Linked DNA regions of Mus musculus: region 2 is linked to region 1. A link is a contact called in public Micro-C data. All regions are on one chromosome and are shown on one strand. The core of a region is the stretch at or near the end of the contact, and the rest is flanking DNA. Distances in the headings are between cores, read along the strand shown. Region 1 holds the start of Crtap (cartilage associated protein). Region 2 holds the start of Gpd1l (glycerol-3-phosphate dehydrogenase 1-like).

Region 1 (3,506 bases), core at 702-3,201:
GCCTGGTGTACCACACATGGGCCTGGTGGTTACAGAGGCCAGAAGAGGGAATCGAATGCCCGGAAATAGAGTCACATGAGGTGGTGAGGCACCATGTGCATGCTGAGAATCGAACCCAAGATCTCTGGGAGGGAAGACTGTTCTTAACCACTGAGCCATCTCTGCAGCTTTGTTTTTTGTTTTTGTTTTTGTTTTTTTGAGACAAGGTTTCTCTGTGTAGCCCTGGCTGTCCTGGAACTCACTCTGTAGACCAGGCTGGCCTCGAACTCAGAAATCTGCCTGCCTCTGCCTCCAGAGTGCTGGGATTAAAGGCGTACGCCACCTAGCCCGGCTGTTAATTAGTATTTGAGATAAGGTATGGCCATAACAAATACAAGAAGACCAACTACTGGTTGCTCTCATTTACAGAGAAGGTGCTTGATTTATTCAGATTTTTTAAAAAAAGATTTATTTATTATATGTAAGTACACTGTAGCTGTCCTCAGATACTCCAGAAGAGCGCATCAGATTTCGTTACGGATGGTTTGTGAGCCACCATGTGGTTGCTGGGAATTGAACTCAGGATCTCTGGAGGAGCAGTCAGTGCTCTTAACCACTGAGCCATCTCTCCAGCCCTTATTCAGATTTCTGATATCTCCAATTCTAATCTTACAGTCATATGATCTAATATTAATCCCAACGCCCATCCATTTATTGAATAGCACAGTAAATACAGTATTGAAAAGGAATGAGGAATTCTTGTTGTAATAAATCCTTTACAGGAACCTCCCCAAGAACCTGGTTTTCCTGGCCTCCTGACCGGGAACCGCACCCAGGTACCACAGCACGGGTGTGGAGGTCAAACATTGACGTGGAGGAGCCGATTCTGTTTTCCCAAAGTGTCCTGAGATTGAACTCAGGTCATCAGGCTTGGTACCAAGTGCCTTTAGCAGCTAATCTCGGAAGTTCTAAATACCTTCTGTTTTTGTTTGTTTGTTTTAGACAAGGTCTCATTGTGTAGCCTAGGCTGCTCCGGAACTCAGAGACTCACTGCTTCTGCCTTCTAAAAGTGCTGGGATCAAAGGTGAGCCAGTCAGCTTCTAAGTTTTACAAAAGGGTATGTGTATATGTATGTGTGTGTATATATATATATATATATATATATATATATATATATATATATATATACATACATACATACATACATATTTTACAAAAGGGTATGTGTATATGTATGTATGTATATATATATAGTTTTGAATTCTATCCCTATACCTTTGCTGTAAACTATTTCAAAGTGTACAGAATTTTTTTTTTCAAGACAGGGTTTCTCTGTGTAGCCTTGGCTGTCCTGGAACTCACTCTGTAGACCAGGCTGGCCTCGAACTCAGAGATCCGCCTGCCTCTGCCTCCCGAGTGCTGGGATTAAAGGCGTGCGCCACCACGCCCAGCTCAGAATTTTTTTCTTAATGCTGTCTTCATCATATAGCTCAGGTAAATTCCTCCAGCATCCTAAGACGTAATATATCCTCAACTAGACAAGTCACACGATATTCAAGGAGCCACCGGTATTCTTACTAATTTTATCCATGCAACATCCTCTAAAACCTTAGGTCAATAGCATTGCTATTCAAAGTGTGAAGCCTGTAAACCCGCAGCCTATTATTTATGGCAGGCTTAGCGATGTAAATTTGAAATAAATTTGAACTATAGTGGGAGTTTAAGGCTAATCTGGGCTACAGCTAGGAGACCGAGTCGAAAACTAAAACGCACCCCAACCAGGATGTGGTGAACCAGAAATTAGGCGTGCGCGGCCCATACATTCTTAAAGTGATTATAAACTTTCTTTCCTGTCAAAGATGGGAGTTCCACGCACCGCAGGCTGGCCTGGAATTCACTTGGGTCCTACCCCTCCACCTTTCAGAGGCAAAGGCTGAGCACCTCCTCCAGGCACGCCCATCTCGGTCCCCCGGCGAGGAGGTCTGCCGGACGGGGCGGGCCACGGCCCGCTTCCCCGCCTCCCTTCCTAGGCCTGCCGCGTCGCGCGTCCTCAGCTCGGGGCTCTGGTTCGTGGGCCACGCGCGATGGGGCCCCGCAGCCCTACGGCCGCGTTGCTGGTGCTGCTGTGTGTCGGGTGCGCGCCGACCCCCGGGCGCGGGCAGTACGAGCGCTACAGCTTCCGCAGCTTCCCGCGGGACGAGCTGATGCCGCTCGAGTCGGCCTACCGCCACGCGCTCGACCAGTACAGCGGCGAGCACTGGGCCGAGAGCGTGGGCTACCTGGAGGTGAGCCTGCGGCTGCACCGTCTGCTGCGCGACAGCGAGGCCTTCTGCCACCGCAACTGCAGCGCGGCCACGCCAGCACCCGCGCCCGCCGGCCCGGCCAGCCACGCCGAACTACGCCTCTTCGGCAGCGTGCTGCGCCGCGCGCAGTGCCTCAAGCGCTGCAAGCAGGGCCTGCCCGCCTTCCGCCAGTCGCAGCCCAGCCGCTCAGTGCTGGCGGACTTTCAGCAGCGCGAGCCCTACAAGTTTCTGCAGTTCGCCTACTTCAAGGTAAGGGCACTCGCCCCACCCCGAACCCCGCCCTGCCAAACCCCGCCCACTCTACCGAGCCGCTCTCTGTCGAGCCCAGGTCGCCGCCCCCGAGCCCCGCCCACAGAACCCCTTCCGGCTGATCCGGTCTAGCCGACCCCAGCTCCCAAACCACTTCTGCCCTATCCCAATCCCCCCAGCAAGCCTGCAGTCCAGTTGAGCCTCGCCCACCCAGGCCCCGCCAATCACATCTCCTGTCCTGTGTCCAGGACCATCCCCCTCTGCACAATCACCCTCCCTCAAAATTTGTCCTACCGAACAGGGTCCAATCTTGCCCCACCCTCCCTTGTGAGCGCTCACCAGCAGCATCCCATATTGGGCCTCCCTTGGGCCACTTCTCTAGGTCTAGCCCCACCAAGCCCAAGGCTCAGCCCTGCCACTCAACCTCGAGCATCATTCCTTTATCCTTTGATTTTTTTTTTCTCATTTATATTTTTATGTGCGTGCGTGCTGTGTGAAATCTGTGTGCCTGTGTCTGTGTGTATACCATGTCATACGTGTGTGGATGCCTATGGAGGCCAGAAGAGGGCAGCAGATCCCTTGGAGCTGAAATTAGAGGTGATTGTGAGCCACCCAGTGTAACCTGAGTACAGGGAACAGAGAGAACTTTGGGTCCTCTGCAAGGGCAGGACGTGCCCTTATCCACTGAGCTATGGCTCCAGTCCCCTTCACCCAGGTTCTGCCACAGAGCTCTGCTAAAGCTCTCCAAATCCCGCCCTTCCTCCTTCATCTTGAGCATAAAAATTATTTTCTCTCACTCTCTCTTTTTTTCCTCATGTAACCTGGGCTGGCTTCAGAACTGCTATATAGTGGAGGCTGATGGTGAATTCTTTATCCTCCTGCCTGCATACCTCCTGCATGCTCCACCCCTCCCAGCTCCTGTGAAAATTGTTTGCAGCCTGTGCTGAGGTAGCAAATATGCCACAGGGCCCCAGC
Region 2 (3,498 bases), core at 565-3,064, 540 kb before region 1:
TGAGGCTAGCCCAAATGGTGCTTTCTTTTCTTCATGACAAGCCTTTCCATCTCTCAGAAAATGGTCACTTGTGTCACCAGTGATGCCCACGTGGTGCTGGCCTCCACTGTTTTTCAGGAGGCTCCCCGAACCCAATGGAGAGCCCTCCTCTGTGCCCAATTTTCTATTTCAGTTATTTGTGGGTCCACTCTCTGGCTCCCCAGAAAGCTTCCCTTCTCAAGGCAGGGCCACCTTGCCAAGGGCTCCTTTCTCAACCACTGGAGCTGGGGGATGGGGTCTCCTGTGCTCCCCTCCCCCGCCCCAGGCAGGCCTGGAACTCATTATGCAGCAGAGCCTCGCTGTGTAACCAGACTATACAGATCAGGATGGCCTCCAATTCATACAGACCTGCCCATTTGGGTATTAAAGGCATTTATCACCACACACAGTTTGACTTGGTGTTTTAAAATGATCCCACTGTTTGGCCTTGGCTGACCTGGAACTTGCTATGTAGACCAGGCTGGCCTTGACTCAAAGAGACTAATTTGCCTCTGCCTCTAGAGTGCAAGAAATAAACCTATTCTATTTTTAAATTAAATTTATTTTAAACCAGACATTAATTTAATGAATTTAATTTAATCCAGATAGTTGCCTTTAATCCCAGCATTTGGGAGGGAGAGGCAGACAGACCTCTTGTGAGTTTGAGGCCACCCTGGTCTTTAGCATGTTTTAGACCATCCAGGGCTACACTGTGAGACTCTGTCTCAACAAATGAATTAATTAAAATAAGTTTGTTTACTATTGTGAGGCTGTGCGATTCTCTCCTTCCTCCGTGGGCCCTGGAGATCTGACTTCCATTAGGGTTACACCTTTCCTTGCTAAGTGAGCTAGCACTCTCCATTCTTGCTTTTGCTTTGTGATAGGGGCTCACGTGACCCAGGTTAGCCTCAAACTCACTGTCTAGTTAAGGATGACATTGAACTGCCGATCGTCCTGTCTCTACCTCCCTGAAGCTGAGATTACAACACATTCCACCATCTCTGTTTTTCGCGGCCGCGGCGTGCCCAATTGCAGTACAGCAGTTTGGATGGCTTTTTTGTGAAGCTCTGGCAGGGAGAGAAAAGGGGCATGCCCTTTGGGTAACCGTATGAGGGGGACAGTTCAAGTTTCTGCTTTGATCCTGTGTAGACAAGTTTTCCATCCTGAAATGCAAGGGTACTTGTTTGCGACAAGGTGGCCTCCCATTTTTATTTGGCCAAGGATAACCTGGGACTCCAGATTCTCCCTCCGTCTCCCACGTGCTGTGATTACAGGCCAGAGCCACCAGGCGCTAGTGTTTGAACTTCCTGTGTTCAATCTAGTTCTCTACCAACTGAACTACGACGCCACCCTTGTAGAGTAGATACTCCCAGATCAATGGCAGAAGACTTAAAGCTCCAGGCTCGCTAGGAAATTCAGGGGTGCCTGGACTTGTCCCGTTTATACGAATTTGACAGCCGTTGTTAAAGCAGGCGCAGGCTCCAAATCTGGGTGAATTCATAGTCAACTACTTAGGCTGTCTAGGCTCCACCCTTAAGTGATAGTTGTCCCTGCGCAAATTGCGATTAGGTGACACTTGTATAAGTTGGGTCGGGCTTGCTCTGTCCAGGATAGTGACACTCAGCAGCAGGAGCTCAGAGCTCCAGTCTGCGCAATAACATTGGCCTGCACGTGGCCCGCCTGGAACTGAAAGGGAGCCCGCAGGGAGGTGGACTACACATCCCAACATTCCTAGGGCAGGGGTGGGGCGACACCGGAGGCTGACCCGGCCACCCACCCGGACCAGGCGTGCGCAGTGGTTCCTGGGAGTGGTGGGGCGGGTCCTCCGGGCTGTCAGCTGTGGCCCTAGGCGCCTAGGCAGGGTGGCGGTGGCCATTGGCGGACAGGAGGGCGGGGCGGGGTCGCCCGGAGCGCCTATACTAGGCCGTTCCTGTGGAGGTGAGCAGCCGGCCTGGGAGGCACAGTGTGTGTTGCAGCGATCCGACTTGCAGCAGCGATCCGACTTGCAGCAGCGATCCGGCTTGGCCCTGAGAGGAAGGCTGTGCAGCAGCGATCCGGCTTGGCCATGGCAGCGGCGCCTCTGAAAGTGTGCATCGTGGGCTCGGGGAACTGGTGAGCAGAGGCGGGTGGGCGGCGCGGTCTCCGCCTCCAGGAAGCCCCGGTTCCGGGCCGGCCAGGGTTGCTCTCCCGCTGCTTCAGCGTGGACACCAGGGCATCGCGGGTAGGCAGAGAGGCGGGCCTGCGACCGCCTGTCCCGGTTGGACACTGCACGGACAGAGGCCACGCCGAGGAACCAGAGCGCGAGGTGCGGGGCCAAGGTGGCCCGGGTGGTAGCGCGCACCGCGCCCGCGGGCACCTGTTTGCGCACTGGTAACCCTGCGGTTAGGGCCACCTGCTCGCCACGCCCGGGTACTTGGCAAAACAACCCAAGGGCGTTCTCTATTCTCCCCTGCCGATCACCCCCGTGGAGGAATTTGCAGAGGCTCAGTTGTCCTTACTGCAGTTTTGGGATTGGGGAAACGGAGGCACAGAGCGTGAGAAGGGTCCTTGCTACCTGGGACAGTGCTGGCTTCAAGAGACAGTTCTCATTTCCTCTGGCGAGTGGTTCCCAATCATGTTAACGTGGTATCCGAGAAGAGAAAACAAGCCCCCAACCGGGACGTGAGGGTCCCAGGGAAAGGTGTTTGCAGAGCTTCGCGTCACCACTGGGCTGTATTTTCTGACTTAACTTGTAAAGTGCTTGGTGCTTAGAGGGCTTTGAAGCTCCTCCAGTAGTTTGCATACCTTGGTGGCCCTTAACGCAGGAGAAGTTGGGGGTCTCCGTGAGAAGGAGGCAGAGTATGGTGCGTTCCAGACTTTTCCCGCGGCCCAGGGGTGGAACAGTTGAAGGCCATTCTCGTGGCTTCTGTCCCCTTCTGTTTTCCTGTGGTCTGACGCACACCACAGTTCAGGCTGCTAGAAGCGGTACTGTTCTGGAGTCGTCGGAGCCACCTGACTGGTCTTTGAAAACTTGGCTCTGAAAGGACTTTTGGAGGAAACCTTAGCTGGCTGGACCGGTGGCCTCTCCCCGGCCTCCTATTGCTGGCCTCTACCCTTGCGTTGGCCTCAGTCCTTTACCTGGTGCCTGGCATATACTAAATAAAAAAATTTTTTTTCTTTGAGGCAGGTTTTACTTTAGCTCTGGCCTGATAGTTGCTGGGTAGACCAAGCGATCTACTCTCAGATTTGATTGCTGCTATTAAAGACGATGCAAGGGCCACATTGCCCAGCCCACTCCCCCCCCCCCCCTTTGGTTATGGAGATCGAACCTCTTGAGTAATAATGAATGCTCTGTCGTGGAGGAGACTCCTTACATCACCCACACTCAAATTACGTAAAACTACTCTGTTGCTAAGTTAATACTCTGGTGCTGTTGTAGATCAGACCCTGGGGCCTTGCTTCTAGGAAGCAACTCCACTCCCAGCCAGACTGCCATGTGTT

What was found. A called contact is a pair of places that touch in the nucleus more often than the background predicts.
Region 2: a Micro-C map of the G1E-ER4 cell line shows a contact between it and region 1, with 5 times the contacts expected there. The contact joins the promoter of Gpd1l here to the promoter of Crtap in region 1. A contact is called at or near these places in 1 of 484 Hi-C or Micro-C datasets (the G1E-ER4 cell line), 2 of 115 datasets of contacts at active chromatin or transcription factors (memory CD8 T cells and pancreatic cancer cells) and 1 of 9 other capture datasets (adipose tissue).

What each region holds. Positions count from the first base shown.
Region 1 is chr9:114,389,157-114,392,662 of GRCm38.p6, reverse strand. It overlaps Crtap (cartilage associated protein), which reads left to right and starts at 1,951. Exons shown (of 7, transcript NM_019922.2): 1 at 1,951-2,531. The coding sequence starts at 2,064.
Region 2 is chr9:114,932,303-114,935,800 of GRCm38.p6, reverse strand. Gpd1l (glycerol-3-phosphate dehydrogenase 1-like) reads left to right here and starts at 1,814. Exons shown (of 8, transcript NM_175380.5): 1 at 1,814-2,130. The coding sequence starts at 2,084.